2 separate regions of the Mus musculus genome follow, and region 1 is linked to region 2. The links are chromatin contacts, called in public HiChIP or PLAC-seq maps. All regions are on one chromosome and are shown on one strand. The core of a region is the stretch at or near the end of the contact, and the rest is flanking DNA. Distances in the headings are between cores, read along the strand shown. Region 1 overlaps Gm35551 (a long non-coding RNA gene). Region 2 holds the start of C430042M11Rik (RIKEN cDNA C430042M11 gene).

Region 1 (4,031 bases), core at 797-3,296, 220 kb before region 2:
AACAAATGGTTTATTTCTCAGTCCCTTCAAGGCTTTGGGCAGAGCTGGATCTTAGCCCTTGGGCAATATGATTTAGCTTTGTTCTTTGTCTGGGAAGTTCAGCTATGTCCTCACCCAGTGCCCCCATCCCAGCTCTGCTATAAGCTGGCTTGTCTTTATCTTCTAAAATCTTCTCTGACAAGGCCATTTATAGGGGCAGGGTCCTCGCCCATGGGAGGAGAGCTGGGACAATGGAGGTTCTAACAGGGAGGGTTGGTTTTTTGTTTTTGTCAGGCTTATTTTGCTGTGAGAGAGGCAGGTCCTGGCAAGAGGGCTTAACATGGGAAGGAGATCTGAGAGTGTTTCCACAGTCATGTTAGACTGTACTAAAAATGTAGTTCTGGGTTTTACTGAGTAGAATGGAGGGACTCAGGATATTGAATTTATTTCAAGTCCCACAGGCCTGGGATGTAGGTGGTCAGAAGATGGGTAAAAATGAACACAAGACAGGCCTGGTGGCAGGCACCTGTAATCCTAGCTACTCATAAACCTGAGGCAGGAAGACTGCAAATTCAAGGCCTGTCTAAATTGTAGAATGAGTTCAAAACCAGCCTGGGCAACTTAAGCAAGATTGCAAAATAAAAAAGTATGTATACTAAAAAGTAGAGGTTATGGGGCTATAAATTGGTGATAGAGAACTTGCCTGCTGAACTTGGTTTCAATTCCTGATATTTTAAAACAACAGGGACCTTTAATAGCAGAGTCAGCATGGGCGTAGCCAATCTGGGCTGAATCCCTAAGACCATCTGTTTTGTTCTCTCTGCCTCTGTCTCTGTCTCTGTCTCTGTCTCTGTCTCTGTCTCTGTCTCTGTCTCTCTGTCTCTTTCTCTTGTCTCTGTGTACGTGTATATATATGTGTGTGCATGTGTGAGTATATGTATGTATGTGAGTGTATTTGTGAGTGTGTATATGACTACATATGTGTGTGTGTGACTCTGTGTGTGTGTTTTGGGGGGCAGTATGTGCCTGTGAATATAGTGTCCTCAGAGAACAGGAGTTCAGATCCCCTGGAGCCATAGTTACAGGCAGTTGTAAGTCACACTATATGGATGCTGGAAAGTATGTCCTGGTTCTCCAAAAGAAGAATACACACACTAACCCATGAGCCATTTCTCTAGCCCACGGATAGGTTTTTGAGGCAGGGTTTCATGTAGCCCAGCTGGCCTTGTACTTACCGTGTAGCTGGCAATGCCCTTGAGCTTCTAATTCTCCTGCCTCCCAAGTGTGAGAATGGCAGGCATGGAGCACTACATCAGGTTTAAACCACAGTGGGAACGGAAGACAGGGCTTTGTGCATGCCAGGCAAGCCTTCTACCACCTGACCAGAATCCATAGTCCTGCTAGGGGGCTTGAACACTGTCCCTTGAGGCATCTGGTGAAGACAGCTCCTACTTTCCAGGTCTCAGTCGTGGAGGAAGATCTGAAGGGCTTGCTGAGTTTAGTTAGGGGACCTGCCTCACACTCTGGTGTCTTTGTCCCATCAGTAGGACACTCTGGTTACTTGGATCTGCCTAAATTTGCTGCCTACTATGCTTTGAACACACACTCTTGTCTTTCCCCCAGCAGGTCCAAGGGCGACTTCACAGTAACAGAGGAACCAGTACCTCTCTGCCCCACCCCTCCTTATACTCAGGCCTGTCCTGGTGAATCCACATTGTCACTTAGGGTATCTAAGCCAGAACTCAGGAACAACCTATGACCCAGAAGATGAAGGATAAGTTGGAGGTGGTGATGGGGGAAGGGGAGTCATTCTGAGTGATTCTCCTTTAAGCTAGAGGTTTGGGTAAATATTCATGGTTCATGAGTCTTGGAATACAATTTTTCCTTCCAGGAGAGGAAAGGGCTGGGCTGCAGCCTGTGGCTTCCAGAGTGGGAACTTGAGCTACCTGCTGGCTGTTTGCAAAATAAAGTTGAGGGTGGGAGGAATGACTCCTAATGACGTGTCCCTGTTCCGGGCCTGGCTGGGAACAGAGCTTAGAAATTTGATCAGAGGCAGAGGCAGCTAAAACATACCACAGTTCTTAGAGGACATTCTCTGGAGAACTCCCATACCCACCTTTGTGGGTTAGGGCTGGGACAGGAAGCAAGCATTCACCATGACTAGAGATCTGGCTGTCTTTGAAAAGCGTCAAGCCAGGCATGGTGATGAACGTCTTTAATCCCAGCACTTGGGAGGCAGAGGCAGGCGGATTTCTGAGTTTGAGGCCAGCCTGGTCTACAGAGTGAGTTCCAGGACAGCTAGGGCTATACAGAGAAACCCTGTCTTGAAAAAACAAAAAACAAACCAAACCAAACCAAGCCAAAACACAAAAAACAAAAAAAGCAAAAGAAGAAGAAGAAGAAGAAGAAGAAGAAGAAGAAGAAGAGGAGGAGGAGGAGGAGGAGGAGGAGGAGGAGGAGGAGGAGGAGGAGGAGGAGGAGGAGGAAGAAGAAGAAGAAGAAGAAGAAGAAGAAGAAGAAGAAGAAGAAGAAGAAGAAGAAGAAGAAGAAGAAGAAGAAGAAGAAGAAAAGAAAACGTCAAGGGCTACAGAGAAGCAAAGAGTGGTAGAGCCCTCACAAGCAATGTAGAGTCCTTCCCAGAGGCCCCACCAACTGCTGGGTGCAGTGGTCCAAGTTCCTTCTGTCTCTCTGTCAGTCTTCTTTATAGAGTTCAGACTCGGTTTTCCAATCCTCTTCCTCTCTGTGGGGGTAAGGGCATGGAGAATGGGGTACCATGGTGGGGTGGGAGGGAAATTCTTCCTATCTGAGGGAAGGTGATCTTGAGCTAAGCCCTCTCATTGGCCTCTGGCTCCTTGAAGGGAAAAGGCTCTGACGTCTAGGTCACCATCACCTCTTGGCCACTGCTAAGTTCAAGGCCAGCATCCCTCCCTCCCCCAGCCAAATGCAGAGGTGGGTAGAGCAGGGATTCTCAGCCCCATCGGTTGGAACCCTCTGAGGGTCAAATGATCCTTTCACAGATATCAGAAAACACAGACATTTATTATTTTTTTTAAAAGATTTATTTATTTATTTTATGTATGCAAGTATACTGTAGCTGTACAGATGGTTGTGAGCCTTCATGTGGTTGTTGGGAATTACATTTTAGGACCTCTGCTCGCTCCAGTCAACTCTGCTTGCTCAGTCCCTGCTCGCTCCAGGCCAAAGATTTATTTATTATTATACATAAGTACACTGTAGCTGTCTTCAGACACACCAGAAGAGGGTGTCAGATCTCATTATGGGTGGTTGTGAGCCACCGTGTGGTTGTTGGGATTTGAACTCAGGGCCTTTGGAAGAGCAGTCAGTGCTCTTAACCACTGAGCCATCTCGCCAGCCTGCAGACATTTATATTACAATTCATAACAGTAGCGAAATTTGCAGTTATGAAGTAGCAATGAAAATAATTTTATGGCTGGGTGGGGGGCAGTCACTACAAACTGAAGAACTGTATTAAAGGCTCAAAGCATTAGGAATGTTAAGAACCACTGAACTAGAGGAAAGAGCTGCCAGGGGAGACGTTTAGCTCTAGAAAGGAGAGAGCATGGAGGGACTAAATGAGGAGAGGAGAGGCTGGTGTATGAGGAAAGATGGGCTCTCCCAAGAGACAGACCTCACTCCATGGTTCACCGAGCTTCCTCAGCTAAGCTGGGTGTCAGAATCTCTGTCCGCTGGCTATGAGCCTAGTTATCTAGATCTTACTGGCCTAGACAGCATCTGTCTGAGCACTGTCTGGCCTGCAGATCCCAGAACAGGTACTGTGTCAGCGTTGGCCTGCCTGCCTTCAGCGCCTCAGAGCCATGCCAAATGTGGTACGCATATCTTTAAACGCCCCTCCGCCTTCCCCCACCCCCCGCTGCCATCATAGGTAGCCCTCACTCTGTCTCTTTCTCTGTTTCTCTGCCTGTCTCTCAGTCTGTCTGTCTGTCTTGTCCTCACTCTGAGGTGGCCTTTTGCTCCCCACCCCTCAGTAAATCTCTTGCGTGAGATCTGTTGCACGGTGTGATATGTGTAGT
Region 2 (4,470 bases), core at 1,692-4,191:
GGAAGTTATCCCTCCTCTGCTTGTCCTCTGCTCTGCAGCCCTGGAACTGGACCCAGATGACAGTGGTTTTCTGTCATCTTCTGCCACTGTCTGGCCCTGTCAATATAGGTGCTAGAGGCCACTGCAGGGGCTGTTATCCCTCTGTCCAATGCTTCTCTTCTGGCTCCTACAGCTCAGCAGACAGTACATGGATTCCCACTTAAGATTAGGCAGCACATTTGCCTACATGCTAGCAACTTTAGCCTGAAGCCCTTTAGCCAACTTCTCTGCCACCCAGTGGGCCACCTTTACCTGTGAGCTCCGGATCCCAGAAGATGCTGGAGGGAGCGTCCACTCCTGCCAGTAAGACTGAGTTTTAGTTTTAGACTCGTCAATACTTGGTGTTAGACCTTCAGATCGGCAGTTCCTCTGGGTGTATGATAGTTTTCTTGCTATCTGCCTTGTTATGATCCATTCTATCTTACCCTCCCACTTATGGGAGCTAGGAATTTTGTAACTATCAGGGAAAAAAAAAATACAAGAAATCTTTGTGAAGTCCAGAATGAACTCCCAAGGTCATCTAACCACAAGTTCCCTGAGCTCACAGACCTGAGCTGTCTTTCTCCTTGCAGTGTGTGCTGTTTTGTATGCAGAAGAAACTATGTTGCCAGGGAAAAACAGAAAGTAGATTTAAGGGTGCTGAGCATTTTTTGTTCAGTGTCGTCTTTAAATTTCTTCTGTTCATTTAGATTCTTTGATGTGTCTGGGTCTTTTCCTCGGATTTATGTGAAATTCTTTTAGTATTACTTACTAGTAGAATATATGGTGGGTGTGTGGGGGTATGTGGTGTGTGTGTGTGTGTGTGTGTGTGAGAGAGAGAGAGAGAGAGAGAGAGAGAGAGAGAGAGAGGGAGGGAGAGAGAGAGAGAGACTAAATAACTTTGGGCATCTCATAGATATTCTCAGTTTTCTTCATTGTAGGTAACAAATATAAATTCATCCACAACACTTGAGCCACAAAAAAATGTCAGTGTTGACACTCCTCAGGGTGCCTTGGACCCCAGGATTCCACACACATTTACTCTTATCAAGATCATTTGGAACCATGTCATGAAGAGTCAGGAATGATAGAATATGGGGGTGGGGGATGTTCTGGAGCGATGGCTCAGTGGTTGAACACACTTGCTGTTCTAGTAGAGGATCAGGGTTCAGTTCCCAGCACCATGATGGCTCACAACCATCTGCAACTCCAGTCCCAAGGGATTTGATGAGGAAACTGGGCAGGCAAGTAGTGTACATCCATGCATGAAGGCAAAACACTTACATATAAGATAGATAGATAGATAGATAGATAGATAGATAGATAGATAGATAGATAGATAGATAATAGATAGATAGATAGATAGATAGATAGATAATAGATAGATGATAGATAGATGATAGGTAGATAGATAATAGATAGATGGATAGATAGATGGATAAATAGATGGATGAATAGTTAGATAATAGATAGATAGATAGATAGATAGATAGATGATAGATAGATAGATAGATAGATAGATAGTAGATAGATAGATAGATGATGATGATGATAGATAGATAGATAGATAGATAGATGATAGATAGATAGATAGATAGATAGATAGATAGATAGATGGTAGATAGATAGATAGATGATAGATGATGATGATGATAGATAGATAGATAGATAGATAGATAGATAGATAGATAGATAGATAAATCGATCGATAGATAGTGTCCCCTATCACTCTTGACAGGATGTTTCTGGTCTATACTATTGCTTTGCTTTGAAATAAAACTCCTTTGCTTCTTTGCAATTTGTTTCTGCCTTTATTTTAGTTTTCTTGAATAAAAGTCTGGGAACCTGGAAACACCAGATCCAAGCAACGTCTGCTGGTTACTACTGGTTTTGTCCCAGTAATGGGTGCAAGTATGGACATTTGAGCCTCTCGTGGCCAGCACACACATCTGGTTCTCCCTTCATGGCAGTTTGATCTCCCAGAAACATGGGGAGAATTGCCTAAGTCTTTTGAGGTTTGGTCTTTTGCTGTGTATTGTAGGGCTAAGTGCAAGCCCCTAAGACCTGGTTCCCTGAGAGAAAGTCTGAGTGTAGACCCAGTGACTTTGCACCCAAGTTATTTCTCATTGGTAAATAAAGATGCTGACAACCAATAGTTGGACAGAAGAGACATAGGTGGGGTTTAGGATTCCAGGACTGGGGGTCTGAGGAAAACCATGAGGGAGAAGAAGGTGAAGGAGGGAGAGAGAAGCCATGGGTTCTCGAGGGAGAACCTGAGGGCTGACCAATTGGAGTTAAGAGCAGCATAGATGAAACATAGTAAATAATAACTTGGGGTTATTGATAGGAAGGTAGATTCTAATAGCATAGAGGGTAGGTATCTGCCCAGCTCTTGTGCTGATTAAGGCTTATTGTAAATATAAAGGTTGTGTGTCTTTTATCCAGGAACTGAATGATCAAGGTGATAGAGAAACCCCAGATTGGGATTAAAAAATTTCAACAACATATGTCTGGTAGGAAGAATGGAAGGATGCTGCTAACATGACTCAACCCGCTCTGCAGCCCCCACAGCAGAGCAAGCAAGCACCTGCAGCACTGGAGACAGGGCGTGGTCCTAAGGAAACGCTACGTGTAACCAGCTGTCCTCAGCCACCAGGAATAGGACGTGTGTTAGTCACTTTTCTCCTCGCTGTCACACAAAACCTGACATGAGCAACATTCAGGCTGGGTCTCCTCAGTTACACCTCCTGCAAATATCCTTTAGCTACTGTGGTGGTCTGAATGAAGATGGCCCACATAGGCCCATACGGAGTGCCACTAAAGAGGTGTGGCCTTGTTGGAGTGGGTGTGGCTTTGCTGGAGGATGCGCGTCACTAGGGGGCGGGTCTGAGGAGCTCAAGCTGGGGCTTAGTGGCTCAAGGTCTCTTCCTGATGCCTTCGGATCTGGATATAGAATGCTCTCCTCCTCTCAAGCACCAGGTCTGCCTACACACGGCTGTGCTTCCCACCATGATGATAATGAACTAAACCCCTGAAACTAAGCCAGCCCAGAGTATGTTTTCCATCATGAGAGCTGCCATGGTCATGGGGTCTCTTCACAGCAAGAGAACCCCTGACTCAGACAGGTATCTTGTTATATGAGCCTTTAACTTTCCCCTTAGCTGAACGGGTTTTCTTTGCTTGTTTTTCTGTCTTGTTTCATTTTTATATTCCTAAGATTTATTTAGTTATGAGCGTTTGCTTGCATGTATGTTTTGTTCACTGTGTGTGTGTATGTGGTGCCATTAAAAGCCAGAAGAGGGCATCAGATCCACTGGAACTGGAGGTACAGGCAATTGTGAGCTGCCATGTGGATACTGGGAACCAAACCTTGGCCCTCTACAAGAGTAGCAAGTGCTCTCAGTGGCTGAGCCATCTCTCTAGACGTGTGTCTTTGAATTGTTTAAATTACACTTTTATTTAGTGGGGGGAGGGGTGTACTTGCTTGTCACCTAGCATATAAATCCTCAGCATCCCATAAGCTCCCGGTTAATTGGAGTCTCCGTTACTTGCAGGTGTGAGGAGGATCTTGATAGGTTAGAGAAGAAGAAACCTATGTCTTCTACCTGAACTCTTTAAAAAAAAAAAAAAAGACAAGACCCAAGGCTGAGGAGATGGCTCAGTGGTTAGGAACACTGGCTGCTCTTCCAGTTTCAATTCCCAGCACCCACATGGCAGCTCGAAACAGTCTGTAATTCCAGGGGATCTGACACCCTCATATGGACATACATGTAGGCAAAACACCAACGAACATAAGATAAATAAGTCTTTAAAAAAAATACAGCTCTGACAACACCTGGATTTTCACCTTCGAGCCCCATTCAGGCTTCAAAACTAAAGATGATAGATTGGTGTATGTGGCAGGACATCGGGTTGCTTTGTCTTGTCTTGTCTCTCGGGACTGGGGATTAAATCAAAGGCATTATGAATAATAGCCAAGTGTTCTATCTCTGAGCTATATCCCCTGCCTTTTTGTTTTGTTTTGTTTTGTTTTTTGTTTTTTGAGACAGGGTTTCTCTGTGTAGCCCTGGCTGTCCTGGAACTCACTCTGTAGACCAGGCTGGCCTCAAACTCAGAAATCCGCCTGCCTCTGCCTCCCAAGTGCTAGGATTAAAGGCATCCCCTGCCATTTTAAATAAAAAATATATACATTTATCTAATTTGGTTTTTTATTTTTGCCCCACGGAGTGAGTTTGGAGGTGAGATGACGATTGTGAGGAATCAGCTCTCTCTTTCCATCACTGCGGATCCCAGGGAAGGACGTTAGGTCGTCAGCTCAGTGACAAGCGTCTGTACCTCTAATCCATCTCGACCCTGCCCTTTGCAGTAGCCATGTCTGTTTGTCAACTTGATGATACCCGGAATGAGCAATCATCCAGAAGTGGAGGACATACCTATGGGAGATGACTCCGC

The links. HiChIP or PLAC-seq counts read pairs in DNA pulled down with a chosen protein or histone mark.
Region 1: a contact with region 2 is called in a FOXA1 HiChIP or PLAC-seq map of pancreatic cancer cells. The contact joins the enhancer-like site here to the promoter of C430042M11Rik in region 2. A contact is called at or near these places in 1 of 15 datasets of contacts at CTCF or cohesin (the NIH/3T3 cell line), 8 of 115 datasets of contacts at active chromatin or transcription factors (bone marrow-derived macrophages, embryonic limb bud, embryonic stem cells and 5 more) and 1 of 9 other capture datasets (liver).

What each region holds. Positions count from the first base shown.
Region 1 is chr17:84,068,751-84,072,781 of GRCm38.p6, reverse strand. The region is part of intron 1 of Gm35551 (a long non-coding RNA gene); the gene reads left to right. Among named protein-coding and RNA genes, the nearest start is that of 4933433H22Rik, 7.9 kb to the left of the region's middle. Within about 2 kb of position 2,046, at least 25 of the 459 cell types and tissues checked have an H3K27ac peak or open chromatin away from gene starts, as enhancers often do. A contact at or near this core is called in the NIH/3T3 cell line and pancreatic cancer cells, where this site is marked.
Region 2 is chr17:83,852,889-83,857,358 of GRCm38.p6, reverse strand. C430042M11Rik (RIKEN cDNA C430042M11 gene) reads left to right here and starts at 2,941. Exons shown (of 2, transcript NR_155491.1): 1 at 2,941-3,143; 2 at 4,385-4,470.